2 separate regions of the Ovis canadensis genome follow, and region 2 is linked to region 1. A link is a contact called in public Hi-C data. All regions are on one chromosome and are shown on one strand. Each heading gives the region's core, a stretch centred on a gene start, on an enhancer-like site or on the middle of the called end of the contact. The rest is flanking DNA. Distances are from core to core; before and after follow the strand shown. Region 1 has its middle 380 kb from the start of SPRY1. Region 2 holds the start of SPRY1 (sprouty RTK signaling antagonist 1).

The links. Hi-C and Micro-C count contacts between places; a contact is called where the count stands out from the background.
Region 2: a Hi-C map of lung shows a contact between it and region 1, with 7 times the contacts expected there. The contact joins the promoter of SPRY1 here to the enhancer-like site in region 1. A contact is called at or near these places in 2 of 2 Hi-C or Micro-C datasets (fibroblasts and lung).

The regions. Positions count from the first base shown.
Region 1 is chr17:44,447,855-44,455,046 of ARS-UI_OviCan_v2, reverse strand. No RefSeq gene overlaps it. Among named protein-coding and RNA genes, the nearest start is that of SPRY1, 380 kb to the left of the region's middle. Within about 2 kb of position 2,171, the one cell type or tissue checked has open chromatin away from gene starts, as enhancers often do. A contact at or near this core is called in fibroblasts, where this site is marked.
Region 2 is chr17:44,825,284-44,831,661 of ARS-UI_OviCan_v2, reverse strand. It overlaps SPRY1 (sprouty RTK signaling antagonist 1), which reads left to right and starts at 2,709. Exons shown (of 4, transcript XM_069557465.1): 1 at 2,709-2,877; 2 at 3,628-3,855; 3 at 4,211-4,507.

The sequences.
Region 1 (7,192 bases), core at 922-3,421:
TGTCTTTCTTTAATGTACTGTTTCTAATCCATTGTGGCCTGGGAATCCAAGTAACACAGCTTGTTAGAATTGATCCTAATTTAAGAGTAAATGCCCCCAAGCAAGCATCTGTGCCCCCGAGTGAGTTTCTTTGGGAATCTATTCTCCAAGTTAGGTGTAATCAGTTTTAGTGCATGGTTGGCCAGAGTGATTTTTTTCTCTGCTTCTGAACACTCACACAGATCCAGCTGGCCAAGGAGGTGGTTGGCAGCATCCAGCAAGTTCTCAGGAGGAATGTTTTTTCCCCCCTTTACATTGTTTTCCAGGCCCTAAGTTATTTTTAAATATGATATATGTGGTTTTGTTTCATTTTAGGATATTGACGGGATAATATTCACTGGAGAAATAATTCCTTACTTTTAAAGCCTCCATCTTGGCCAGTTACCTTGGCCGAACTTTGGATAATGGTAATGTGTGGTTTGTTTTGGGCTAAGAGTTAAGAGTCTGTGTTGTTAATGACTGACACACAGCGACCATGTGTGTCAAAGCTGGGGGTTAACTAGAGAGGAAAAGCTGTGTGAGAATAACCTGATTGTGCCAAGAGGTCATATTTTAAACATACAGTCAACCCTCTGGAACCGCAATTTCCGCATCTGCAAAGTCAACCGACCGGAGCCTGTGGATTCAGATATCCGCTCTACTAGACCATTTTATGTAAAGGGCTTGAGCATCCTTGGTCTTTTTTTTTTTTTCAATCCACTGAATTCCTGGAACCAGTTCCCCACCCCCCCACCCCTCACCTCAACACACAGACACACACACATAGACACACAGATACTGAGGGGGAACTGGGCTGTCCGTAGCAGTAGCTGAAGACACGGGAGGAGAGCCAGGGTTTCCTAGGATGTCCTGCTGTTTATGAGTCAGGTTGTAGAAGGTCTTTGCATCTTAAGATGACACAAGTCAAAATGACAAGAGGAGGAATTTTGAGGTTGAAATCTGTAAGGCAGTTGAATAACAATCATTTGATTTAGTTTGAGTAAACTCCGGGAGTTGGTGATGGATAGGGATGCCTGGCGTGCTGCAGTCCATGGGTTTGCAAGGAGTTGGACACGACTAAGCGACTGAACTGAGCATTTGATTTAAGAAAAGAGAGTCTTTGAGCATAACTGGTTTCTCTTAGGTCCTTTTCAACTGTATTACATGCAAACTCTTGCTGTGAGAGAGTAAATGGTAAAGGGCAGAGAATATATAGAAGACTTGGAAGAGCCAAGTGTAAATAGTCACAGCCTTGAAAAATAATGCAGGTTTAGGAAAATGAGTGCTTCTATAAATCACTGGAAAACTTGATGATGATTTGCACTGCAGATGGGTTTTTAAAACAAGTGTGCAAGTTTGCTGCTGCTTCTCAACTCCCAATTGGATACTTAAAAAAAAAAGGCTCTTTCTCAATATCCTGTTCTTGTGCCTTATTAAAATCATTCTGGTACTCTGACCCCCACCCCTTGTTTCTTTCTTCTTTTCACATCTGTGTTTGGGGAGGATGTGACCCACTGTTCCCAGCAGTGGAGAGTGCCTGAAAGTCATGAGGACGAGATGGTGACCTAGCTACAGTGCGTGTGAAATGAGTGATGGGAAGAGAGAGGGAGAGAGCAAGACGCAGTACCGGGTTAGGAGTTGTGCAGTTATTTCTAGCTTTGAATTGTTTCCAAATCTCATACATTCACAGACAGCCTCGCCAAAGCCCACAGCTGTCATGCATTTTCAACAGATTCCACAGGGCCTGGATGAGGTTTGAAGGCATTCCTTTGCTCTTACACATTAGCTCCAAGGAATTACCGTAACATCTGATATTGTGGAAGTGGGATCTTTGCCATCCTGACCTTGCCCAGAGCAGTCCGGAAATAGGGGTCCAAGAATGTATTATCTCATATGGCCTGTAAGGGTCACCAGGGGCCCCCTCGGTGCCGTTCCAACCAAATACAGGCGCCCAATGTGCTCTACTTTTGGGGAAACTGTGCTGCTTCGTATGGACACAGTGGGCAGACACGTGTTCCCATTGCTATTTGGATGTTTGTCATAGGAAAGGCATGTTCCACTGGAGAAATTCCCAGCTGTCAGTAATGTGCTGATACACCACAGCCAATCATCGGAAGGCGAGCCAAATAAACAGGATGTTCACAGTGTGTGTGATTGCATGAGTGTGGAGCAAAACTTCTGCCCATTTCACAGCCTCATAATGGGATTGACATGCATTGCTTCATCTGCATCTGTCTGTTTAGGGTAGAAACACATAAACACCATGGAAACAACGTGTTAGAAAGCCATTTCTTTGCCTATGTGGGCTGTTGATATGGTGGGATGAAATCTGTGTAAACTGGGAATGAACGTTGCTTTAGTGTCATGAATTTACTTGCTGGGAAGTGCCTTCAGGTCATCCAAACACAGAGAGGAAATGAACAGATCGTCTGTGGCTATTGTGAATTGACTGAGGGGGCTGAGTGTCTCTGGCTATTTTTACACACGGCTGGAGTCATCTCCATTCTTTCTTCTTGTAAGCCACTAACTAGTTATTTATATAAATGTACAGAAACAAGTCAGAGTTATGTCATTGCCCTTTTCTCTTTGGAAATGCTGCTACTGTTAACTGCGTGCTGTGCTCACTCGCTCAGTCGTGTCCGACTCTTTGTGACCCCATGGACTGTCGCCCACCAGGCTCCTTTGTCCATGGGGATTCTCCAGGTAAGAATACTGGAGTGGGTTGCTATGCGTTCCTTCAGGGGATCTTCCCAACCCAGGGATCGAACCCAGGTCTCCCGCATTGTAGGCAGAATCTTTACTGTCTGAGCCACCAGGGAAGCCCACTGTTAACTATTGAAAGTGAAAGTGAAAGTTGCTCAGTGGTGTGTGACTCTTTGTGACCCCGTGGACTGCATAGTCCATGGAATTCTCCAGGCCAGAATACTGGAGTGCATAGCCTTTCCATTCTCCGGGAGATCTTTCCAACCCAGGGACTGAACCTAGGTCTCCTGCATTGCAGGCAGATTCTTTACCAGCTGACCCACAAGGGAAGCCCAAGAATACTGGAGTGGGTAGCCTATCCCTTCTCCAGCGGATCTTCCTGACCCAGGAATCAAACTGGGGTCTCCTGCATTGCAGGCAGATTCTTTACCAACTGAGCTATGAGGGAAGCCCTGTTAACTATTCGTGCCTAAATATATTCCTGAGGCAGCAATTTGGGAAGGGACAGTGGGGAGTTCCTTCAACATTCATGTGCAGAGTTCTTTGAAAAATGACATTAAATATCCTATTAGATGTCAAACCTTTTACTCCTCCAGAAATGTATATCCATTTGCCCAAGTTGGTACATTTATTCATAATAATAACAGTAGGTAACATTTACTGCAGATTTCCTATGTGCCAGTATTGGGTTCAGTCTTCAACATATGTTAACTCTTTTAATTCTCACAAAAGCATATTGTGTTGATATTATTATTATTCCTCTCCTAAAGATAAGGAAACTAGGGTTCATGAATGTTAGTAGGCTTGCCTAAGAAAATAGAGCTGGTGAAAGAGTGAGTTTGCAGCCAGGTTTGTTTGAGTACAGAACCCACGCACTTAACCACTGCTCTGTATGACCCTCATGTGTGTTTGCTTTATGGGAAATCTGATTCTGTTGCAGCCTCTGGTGTTATGTTCCATGGAAATGTGACTCCTTGTTCCTTCTTGAACAAGCTTGAGGGATAAAGATAATATTGGCATTCTCATGCCTGTTCATTTAGGATGCTTCACTAGCATAGCAGGTTGAAGGTTGAGGACCACGGTATGAAGACTCGGTCATGATTTTTTCAATTTTGATCTTTTAATTATGAATGTTGCATGCTGCTTTTGAGGCTTATTGCCCAAGATGCAGTAAATGAAGCCCAATCACATATCAGGATGCCTTCTTTTTAAAAAATTTTTATTTATTTATTTATTTTTATACTGTATTGGTTTTGCCATACATTGACATGAATCAGCCACGGGTGTAAAAAATTTTGACACCCTTTCATAGTTTTTAGGTGATAAGCATAGCTGAAAAAAGAGTTTTCTAAATGTACTGAATGTGTGCTTTGTTTTGTTGTTACTGATGCTTACTCACTCAGTCGTGTATGACTCTTTGAGACCCCATGGACTGTAGCCCATCAGGCTTCTCTATCCATGGGATTTCCCAGGCAAGGATACTGGAGTGGGTTGCCATTTCCTCTTCCAGGGAATCTTCCCAAACCCAGTGATAGAATCCATGTCTTGTGCATTGGCAGGTGGATTCGTTACCACTGAGCCACCATGGAAGCTTAGTTTGGTTAATGAACTTTTAAAAGACTTGCACTATGATATCGTCTAGCAGAGGACAGTACTACATAATGGTTAGAACCCAAGCTGTGGACTTGCATTACTTACTTTTTCTGTGACCTTGGGAAATATAGTTGATGTCTCTGTACCTTTTTCTCCCCCCATCTGTGCAATAGGGCACAGGGAAATAGCAGTTATCTTGTAGGATTGTTATTAAGATGTAATGAGAGGATACATGTAAAATGTGTAGTAAATATTCGGTTGTATACAGTTAATGCCTTTTGGCACTTTCTATCACCATCTTTGCATTAATTTTCTCCAGGGTTCTCACCGCAATAAAATGCACTGGATTATGAAATATTGGCTCCCTGAACTAGAACATCGGAGAAGGCAATGGCACCCCACTCCAGCACTCTTGCCTGGAAAATCCTGTGGACGGAGGAGCCTGGTGGGCTGCAGTCTGTGGGGTCGCTAACAGTTGGACATGACTGAACGACTTCACATTCACTTTTCATGTTCATGTATTGGAGAAGGAAATGGCAACCCACTCCAGTGTTCTTGCCTGGAGAATCCCAGGGACGGGGGGCCTCGTAGGCTGCCGTCTATGGGGTCGCACAGAGTCGGACATGACTGCAGCGACTTAGCGGCAGCAGCAGCAGAACTAGAACATAAGCTCCATGGAACCAGGTATGTTTTGCTCTCCTCTGTATCTTCATGGTCTAGGACAGCAGCCCATACCATCTCACAAATGTGTTGAATGAATTAGTTATTATTATCATCTATTTCAGACACTATGCTTTTAAAAACATCTGAAAATACTGTTCAGGTTTGCACAGTTACTGAGAGGCTTAAAATATGTTTGATTTGTAATCATAGAATTTAATAGTTTATAGAAACATCAGAGCATATAGAGTTTAACCTCTTCAATTTATAAGAAAACTTAAAATATCCTGAGGCCAGGAATATTAAGTGGTGTTCCCCCTGTTAAGAATTCCCCAGTGGCAGCTGAGATCTGGCATCAAGGCCTCTGACACCCAATGCAGTATTCCTTCTTCTGTGGCCCAATGACATCTTTTTTGGTGGTTGTTGTTCTTTATTTTTTATTTATTTATTTTTTTTACTTTACAATACTGTATTGGTTTTGCTATACATTGGCATGAATCCGCCACAGGTGTACATGAGTTCCCAATCCTGAACCCTCCTCCCACCACCCTGCCCATATCATCTCTCTGGGTCATCCCAGTGCACCAGCCCCAAGCATCCTGTATCCTGTATCGAACCTAGATGGCTAACCCTAACCCACTGACTTCTAATTCAGGAACCAACTTGGCTCTGGCCTCTCAGTGGGTCAAGCCTCATTCCAGGTGAAAACTCAAGTCCTGTTTCATCGTTGTATTTTACTCCCAACCTCTCATCACCTCTGGCTGATTGGTCACTGCTGCCGTCCATGTTTCTCAGTGATAGAATTTATTTGAATGATAAAGTGTACTTTAGTCACAAGATATGTCTAGAGATGGCTGAGGATTACAAGGGGTCAGGAAAGCAGCTCCTCTCCTGATCACTAAGTGAGAAGTTGTACACCTTTTATGCTCTGTTTGGAGTCCAACCCTGGCTTTTGAGATCTCCAATATATTTCATTTGGGGAGAAAATCAAAATAAATTAAAGCTTTAAAGGTTCTCACACTTCTGGCTCCAGAGCTACCTAGGAGAAAAGAAGGTATGAATTCATCTCCAAAACATCATGTACTGTTTCCAGTATGGTAAGCAATGTGGCTGGAGTTTATAGATATTTTTTAATGGCGCACCTTTTCCTCATGGAGTTTACACTCTAGCTGAAAAATTCACCCCACAGTACTTAACAGTGACCATAGTTAGAACACGAAGAGTGAAGATGAAGATAAAAGTTTGAAGGAGCTTAGAGAAGGGAAAAACATCCAGGGAGTGAATGGGATGTTGACTTAAGAGGCAACATCTTAAGAAGACTATCATGGATCAGTGGTATTCTCCAAATTTCATGCATCTTGGCTGAGATATATTTTTAAAGTTGATTGATTACTTAACATCTGTTTTACTTCATGACATTTTATATTTTCATGTATGCCATTTAATAGACACATCTATCTCCAAGCCAGGCTTCAGCAATATGTGAACCGTGAACTTTCTGTTGTTCAAGCTGGTTTTAGAAAAGGCAGAGACACCAGAGATCAAATTGCCAACATCCGCTGGATCATGGAAAAAGCAAGAGAGTTCCAGAAAAACATCTATTTCTGCTTTATTGACTATGCCAAAGCCTTTGACTGTGTGGATCACAAGAAACTGTAGAAAATTCTGACAGAGATGGGAATACCAGACCACCTGACCTGCCTCTTGAGAAATCTGTATGCAGGTCAGGAAGCAACAGTTAGAACAGGACATGGAACAACAGACTGGTTCCAAATAGGAAAAGGAGTACATCAAGGCTGTATATTGTCACCCTGCTTATTTAACTTCTATGCAGAGTACATCATGAGAAACACTGGGCTGAAAGAAGCACAAACTGGAATCAAGACTGCCGGGAGAAATATCAATAACCTCAGATATGCAGATGACACCACCCTTATGGCAGAAAGTGAAGAGGAGCTAAAAAGCCTCTTGATGAAAGTGAAAGAGGAGAGTGAAAAAGCTCAACATTCAGAAAACGAAGATCATGGCATCTGGTCCCATCACTTCATGGGAAATAGATGGGGAAACAGTAGAAACAGTGTCAGACTTTACTGTTTTGGGCTCCAAAATCACTGCAGATGGTGATTGCAGCCATGAAATTAAAAGACACTTACTTCTTGGAAGCAAAGTTATGACCAACCTAGATAGCATATTCAAAAGCAGAGACATTACTTTGCCG
Region 2 (6,378 bases), core at 1,460-3,959, 380 kb before region 1:
ATAGTGACTACTGCCCTAAAAGGAAAGTAAAGAGTTTCCATTCCTGTTTCTTCATTAATCTATTAGACACTTATGGGGTAACTCACCAGTATCTGTTATTATTTTGTTTGTTTCTCAGTAAAATCAAACATTATATTTATTATCACGAGTTCACAGAAACATTGGAAAGATTAATAAGGTATTATTTTTCAAGAGCTTGGAACACATTATGGTTCTGCAATTTTGGCAAATAAAGTAGATAAATGAATAAGTTAAGCCTTAGTACTACACTTTTTTCTTCTTTTTTAAAGCACTAGTAGTTGCCAAGAGTTACCAGACATTTTTTTTGTTCATTTTACTTTGTTGTTTTTTCAAAAGTCAAATCAGTAGAAGAAATATCGAATCTTGTTTTCACATGAAAATGAAGAATAAATGAATTCACTTTCCATTCTGCCTTATTCTTTTAGATCTTAATATAGTAAACTGAAAATTATGGTACAATTTCTCATGGATATTTACATTGTTTTTCCTTTTCAGGAAAACTTCGTATACTAGCTGTCTATTTCTAGCCATAGTACACTGTATTAAACTTTCTAAATAAATAACAATGTCTATTTTAAGCAAAAATTTTAGAATTTCAACAGACTTAAGAGTTGTAGGCAATCAGAAAAGGGGGCAGGTTTTATTAAATGTCTTCTAGATCAGCAGCCCCCACCTTTTCAGCATCAGGGACTGATTTCATGGAAGGAAGTTTTTTTATGGACCAAAGAGGGGAAGGAATGGTTTCAGCATGATTCAAGAGCATTACATTTTCTGTGCACTTTATATCTGTTATTATTACATCAGCTCTACCTCAGATCATCAGGCATTAGATCCTGGAGGTTGGGGACCCCTATTCTAGCTCCAGGGTGGCAAGGTTATACATATATTTATTTATACTATAATATTTAGAGGAAAACATATTGATGCATTTCAGTGCTAAATGATATAGAGGGTCATTGTTCATACTATTTGATTTCTCAATAGAACATGATCCATGATGATGATGTTATAGATAACATTTTATGGATTTTATTTATTATTGTAATTTAAAAATACTTAATTTCACAAAGATTGTAATTTAATAATATACCTTGGTTGAAATAGTTTGAAGGTTATTTGTAACAAAAATTTTCAAATATATTGTTGTAGGATTTATGGAAATAAAATGTTCAGTGCTCCCTCTCCTGGTTTTATCATACTGGTGAACTGACCTCTTGTCCCCAAATTGTGGTGATAGCAGAGAAGACAATTTTGAAAAACCAAATAAGATACCATCATGGAATATTGTATTTCTGATTTGACTCTTTCAAACCCATTCAAATTGTCCAAGAAACTTATCCACTGGTTAGCTTATTACTTCTCCAAATATTATGAGATATATGAAAATATAAAATATGTACAATAATTTGACTTTAGCCTTTGAAACAGCCTATTTTATTACAATTTATATTATTAAGAGTGAATAGGTAGCTTCTTGGTTTAATTCTTGTTCTGTGTTATTTTCTAGTAATGCTTTCTTGTTGATGGTTTTAGCAGTGCCCTAGGGTCCTGAAAGGTCATTCCAAATAGAACTTTAATTATTTTAAAGAACTCAAATATTAGAAAATCTCGAATAGAGAAAAAAAGTTTCAAAAGAACTACTATTGTAAAGAAGAATATTAAAAAATCACTGAAATGTCCATACTCAAATTTATATGATTTTTTACTGAAGTTTTGTTTGCTTTATTTCGTCAAAGACTTTAAGCTACTTCTTATATGTAGGACCCGGAAAAAATATTTCCCTTTCCATTTACTATATTTTTCTGGGTTTTAGGTATCTTTTAAGAATCTCTGTGGAAGCTCAAATTCCACATATTATTACCCTCACAGCAGCATGAAGTACATGATTTTGATAATAAATGTCTAAAATCCAATAGTCTGTAAGGAAACAAAAAGCATTTTTCCTACTGATTAAAATGCTTTTTTTTTTTTTCAGTGACACATCATATATGCTTAAGAATTATAAAACCTCTTAGGAAATTATTTCTGTTTTAATTGATTTCTATTCAGCTGATTTTTAAAAATAAACTTATTTTTTCAAAATTAGATAAATATCTCACAAAATTGAAGGAGTCTGGGATTTTTACAATTTTTATTTTGGGGAAATTACATCACAAATCAAGAGAGCAATTATTATAAAATCTACAGCAGGAAATCATACCTTTATCACATATTACATACATTTGCAGTAAAGCGTGCCACGTTTTAGATTTCACATATTCTGAACTTTGCTTTAAATTGGGTCTGTAATGGCATATCATCATCTTTTTAATATCAATATACATTATCTAACTGATCAGTAGTGAGGGCTTGATATACAACTTTTTAATCTTTTCTTCTTCAAAGTTGTTTTCTAATTCCACTTTTAAGGGTAGATTTCACCAATCTTTTTGCTGAGATTTGATAACTGAAGACTGCTAACTAAATTTAAAGGTATTCTTTTATGACGAAAGGCATTTGAAGGATTTTTTGAGGCAATCCACATTTTCAGAGGATGTTTGTTAGGGGAGTGTACAGGGCGATATATCCTAGTGGGTACTCATAAAGGAAAGAGGAAACGACTGTTGGGGAAATCCTGCTCCAGGTTTTCAGGCAGCCCGTATGATTGACACATGATATCACTGGAGGCGTGTCCTGGAGTGGAGGTGGAGGTGGAGGCAAAGAGCTGAAATTCTGCGGAGCCGGAGTGGGACTGCTCTGTAAGGCACGCAGTGGTTTGCAGAGTGATAGCCGCAGACACAACTCCCAGCCCTGGAAAAGGAACAGCTACAGTTGCTGTAAATGTGCCTGAAAAGCAATTTCCAATCTTTGCTTTAGGTAAGAACTGTTTCCTTCCTTTCCTTCCGTAGACATTTTAAGGAAAGATCAGGTGAGAAATGTTGGCTTTTGCAAGGAACTGATTATTTCTTTGAACTCGCTTTAGATCTAAGATTACTGGTTGCATTTCAAATTACCAGTAGCATTCCCACTGCTAAAACGAATGCTCTTAAAGTAAATGCTACCACTAAAAGAAAAAGCAAGGTCCTTTTCCTCCCCACCCCCACAACCCCCCCAGCCGAGCAGTAACAAGTTTCAAGTCTGAAACAGTCGGATGTGTGAAAGAAGAACTGGGTGGTTTTTCTTTTTTTTCTTTTTTTTGCCAAAGAGGGACTGGCATTCGGTGTGTGGACCAAATGCATGTTTGTTTAGGCATTGTTGGCGACCGAATCCCCAGAAGCAATTGTTTAAAACCTGAATTTCCCGTCTCTGTGTATTGATTTCCAATGCGCAGAAGCGTCGCTTGAACGTTGTTTGAACTCTTAGGCATTCCAAGGGGCAAAAGCACTTCGGCAAAAACGTGCAAGACTGCATGTTACTTTGGTTCGCTGCTGACACGCCGACTGTGCGCCCGCCTGTCAATCACAGGGAGCAGCAACAGCCAGCACATGGCAGCGGGTGCGGGCGGCTGGCGAGCTGGCGAGCGGCCCTCTCCTCTCCACTCTTCGCCCGGGCGGCGGAGCGCGCGGCGAGTCCAAGTGCCTGGAAAGAAAGGGAAATTAACGTGTTCTTATCTCTAATCGTTTGTAGCAGGCGTTTCGGCCGCAGAACAGGAGGGTCGGAGGACTGGGAGTGATCGCTGCCGGGAGAGGCTGACTGCCAGGACCGGAGTTCCCAGGAACGCCGTGCCCCCACTTGCCCGCCGTGCGGGATCGAGAAAGTGCCTGGACCTGCGCGGGAGCCAGGGACGACGCCCCGCCTTCTCCCCGGAGGAGAACCCCAAACCTCGCTCCCTTCACCACCGCCCCTTAAAAGCGGGTAAAAAACAAAATCCCACCCACCCCCACCCACGGGGAGCGGCGGTCGGGCCTCTCAGGCGTGTACTCCCTGCGCGGCTCCGTGACTCGTCCGTGGACGCCGGTTCGAGCCCCGTCCCGGGCGCCGCGGAGCCTCAAACGTCCGTGACGTGGATTTCCACGCGTCAGGAGGCCGCCACTCCCGCCTTTCCCGCGAGGAGCGACTGGACCCCGAGGAAAACTCTGGTCCGAGCACAGCGGCGGGTCGGCCGGCCAGTCACGCACTCCTCTCCCCGCCGCTCCCCAGCTCGCCTTCCGTATAGACCGGGAGAGCCCTCCTGAAGGGATTTCTTTTTTTTTCCCCTGGTTCTTGGAAGGGGGCTACACGAGAAGAGCCCCGGAGGTGGATGTTACTGAGCTGCGCGGCGCACGCGAGCTGTGAGAGGTCTGCGCCTGGCCGCGCCGAGTCTCCAGAAGATTGTCCCCCGCAGCCGGAAGGGGGCCGCGGGGAGCGCTCCTGCCCCGGGGCAGAGGCCGCGGGCCGCCCGGCCGCAGCTCGGGCCATGCCTCCCCGTCCTCCCCGCCGCGGTTGATGCGGCGAGTGCACGCAGTCGCCCGCACCGGGACCCAGGCCGGGTTGCACTGCTTGGCCGCCCGCCCTCGCTTCGGCCTAGGTGAGTTTGGGGCGGCCGCCCTCGGGCTGCGGGGGCGGGAGGTGCACGGGCGGGGCGGGCCGGGCGGCAGGTGCGGGCCCTGGGGAGCGGCGTGGGGGCCCGGACCGCGCGAGGGGAAGGGAGAGTGGGGCCACCCCCTCTCGCGGCCCGGACGGCCCGCGGGGCGCTCAAAGCTGGGTAAGCCGGAGAGCGACCTTTCGCCTCCGCGCGGGACGGCGAAGCGGGGTCCCCAGTCCTCAGTCGCCTGCAGCGGCGGCGCGGGGACCCGGCGTGTCCTCTCGGGGAAACCCCTCCACTCGAAAGGTGCATTCGGGCAGGCTTGGAGCGGGGGGGAGGGTCCGAGGAGGACCGCGGAGCTGCTCGGCGGGTGCCCGCGGCGGGCTTTCGGGATCCGAGGATCCCTCGGACCGGGGCCTCCCGAAAGGCGTGTTCGCGCGCGAGTGCCAGAGCGGACCCCCGGTTCGCTGGGGAGCCCCTGGGCCGAGTCGGTGTGCGCCCGCGCGAGCTGCCACTTTATTCTTGTTGTGAGCGCGGCGGCGCGGCGAGGGGCGGGAGAGGGCACTGCCACTTTAAAAGTGGGGAAGTCCGCCCTCCTGAGGTAATGGTAATCTCAGCCTCCTCCCCTCCTCCTGCCCGAGAGAGAGAGAGGAGAGAGAGGGAGCGAGAGAGAATACTTGTTTTCATTCATAACTTTTTCCTTTTCCTTCCTCTCCGTCAACTATTTATTCCCCGCTCGTCTCAGCGCGGATTGCAGAGGGCGCAGCTCCACCGCGGGAACCGGCGATGTGGCGACACCGCTCCGCCGCCCGGGCCCCCGGCTCGCTGCGCCCCGGCTCTTTAGGAATCCGGCTTCTCCTTTAAAGTGTAGACAGATATTTATTTATAACCCTCCCTGCCTTGGGCTTGCTTTTTGGCGCCTGCATTCACTCCGAAGGCTTTTCCTGACTTGTAAGCATCCTTGGTGGCATACGCCAAAAGGCTTTGGAAATCCACGGTGATCCTTAGAATGTGATGGGATTGTCCGAAAAGGTATTCGACTTCGATTCGGGGCTTTCTTGGGGGAGAAGAGTCTGCTGAGAGCGTGTGAGCGTGTTTGGGGCTAGATCCAGGGCTGTCACTGCTGGAAAAGGGGCTTTGCTTCAGATCCGAGGTGGCTGACATTCTGCTTTTAGTTTTTATCTGGTGGCCTCCCTTACCGGCCAGCAGGAACTTTGTTACAGCTAGCATTTAAGACTAAAGTCGTGCCTTGTGCTTTTTCTACTCCCTTCAGATCCACGTTTTTTCCTTTCATGTGGAGTCTGAATTAGTACTTTTAAATACTCTTTGCTTTAGAAGCACTGGGTTAGAAAAGTGCTTTGCGAGGAGGAATGATACTCCAGAGTAACGATGGAATCTTTTTAACAGTCCTTAAGGACTCCAGGACTAAACCCAGCAGGTTGTGAACTTGTTTCTCCTCGGGTACAGAGAAGGTAGAAACTTGAGGCTCCGAGTTGGAAGAATGAGCCGGGGGAAACGCCAAGAAGTTAACGTGTAAGACAGTCCGGGGCCATTCAGTGAAGTTAATAGATGAAATGGACTTCTTTCTGCCTTATTCCTGAAGCTGATGAGATTTGGCTCATGGTAGTGGAGAATAGGCATTTTTTTCCTTTGCATTCTTAAACTGGATCAAATCTGTAGATTGTGGGAGGAATTTGTGTGAAAAATATTCTGGTTTACCGTTTATGAGAACAAAAACGTTTTTATGTTTAATAGATGGTTTTATGAAGAATACATTATAAATTAGAAGTAATTTATCATTGGTATTGAAACAGATTTTTACCTGGATATTGCTATACTTTATTACAAGAAGCACATTGATTCAGAGTTGGCAG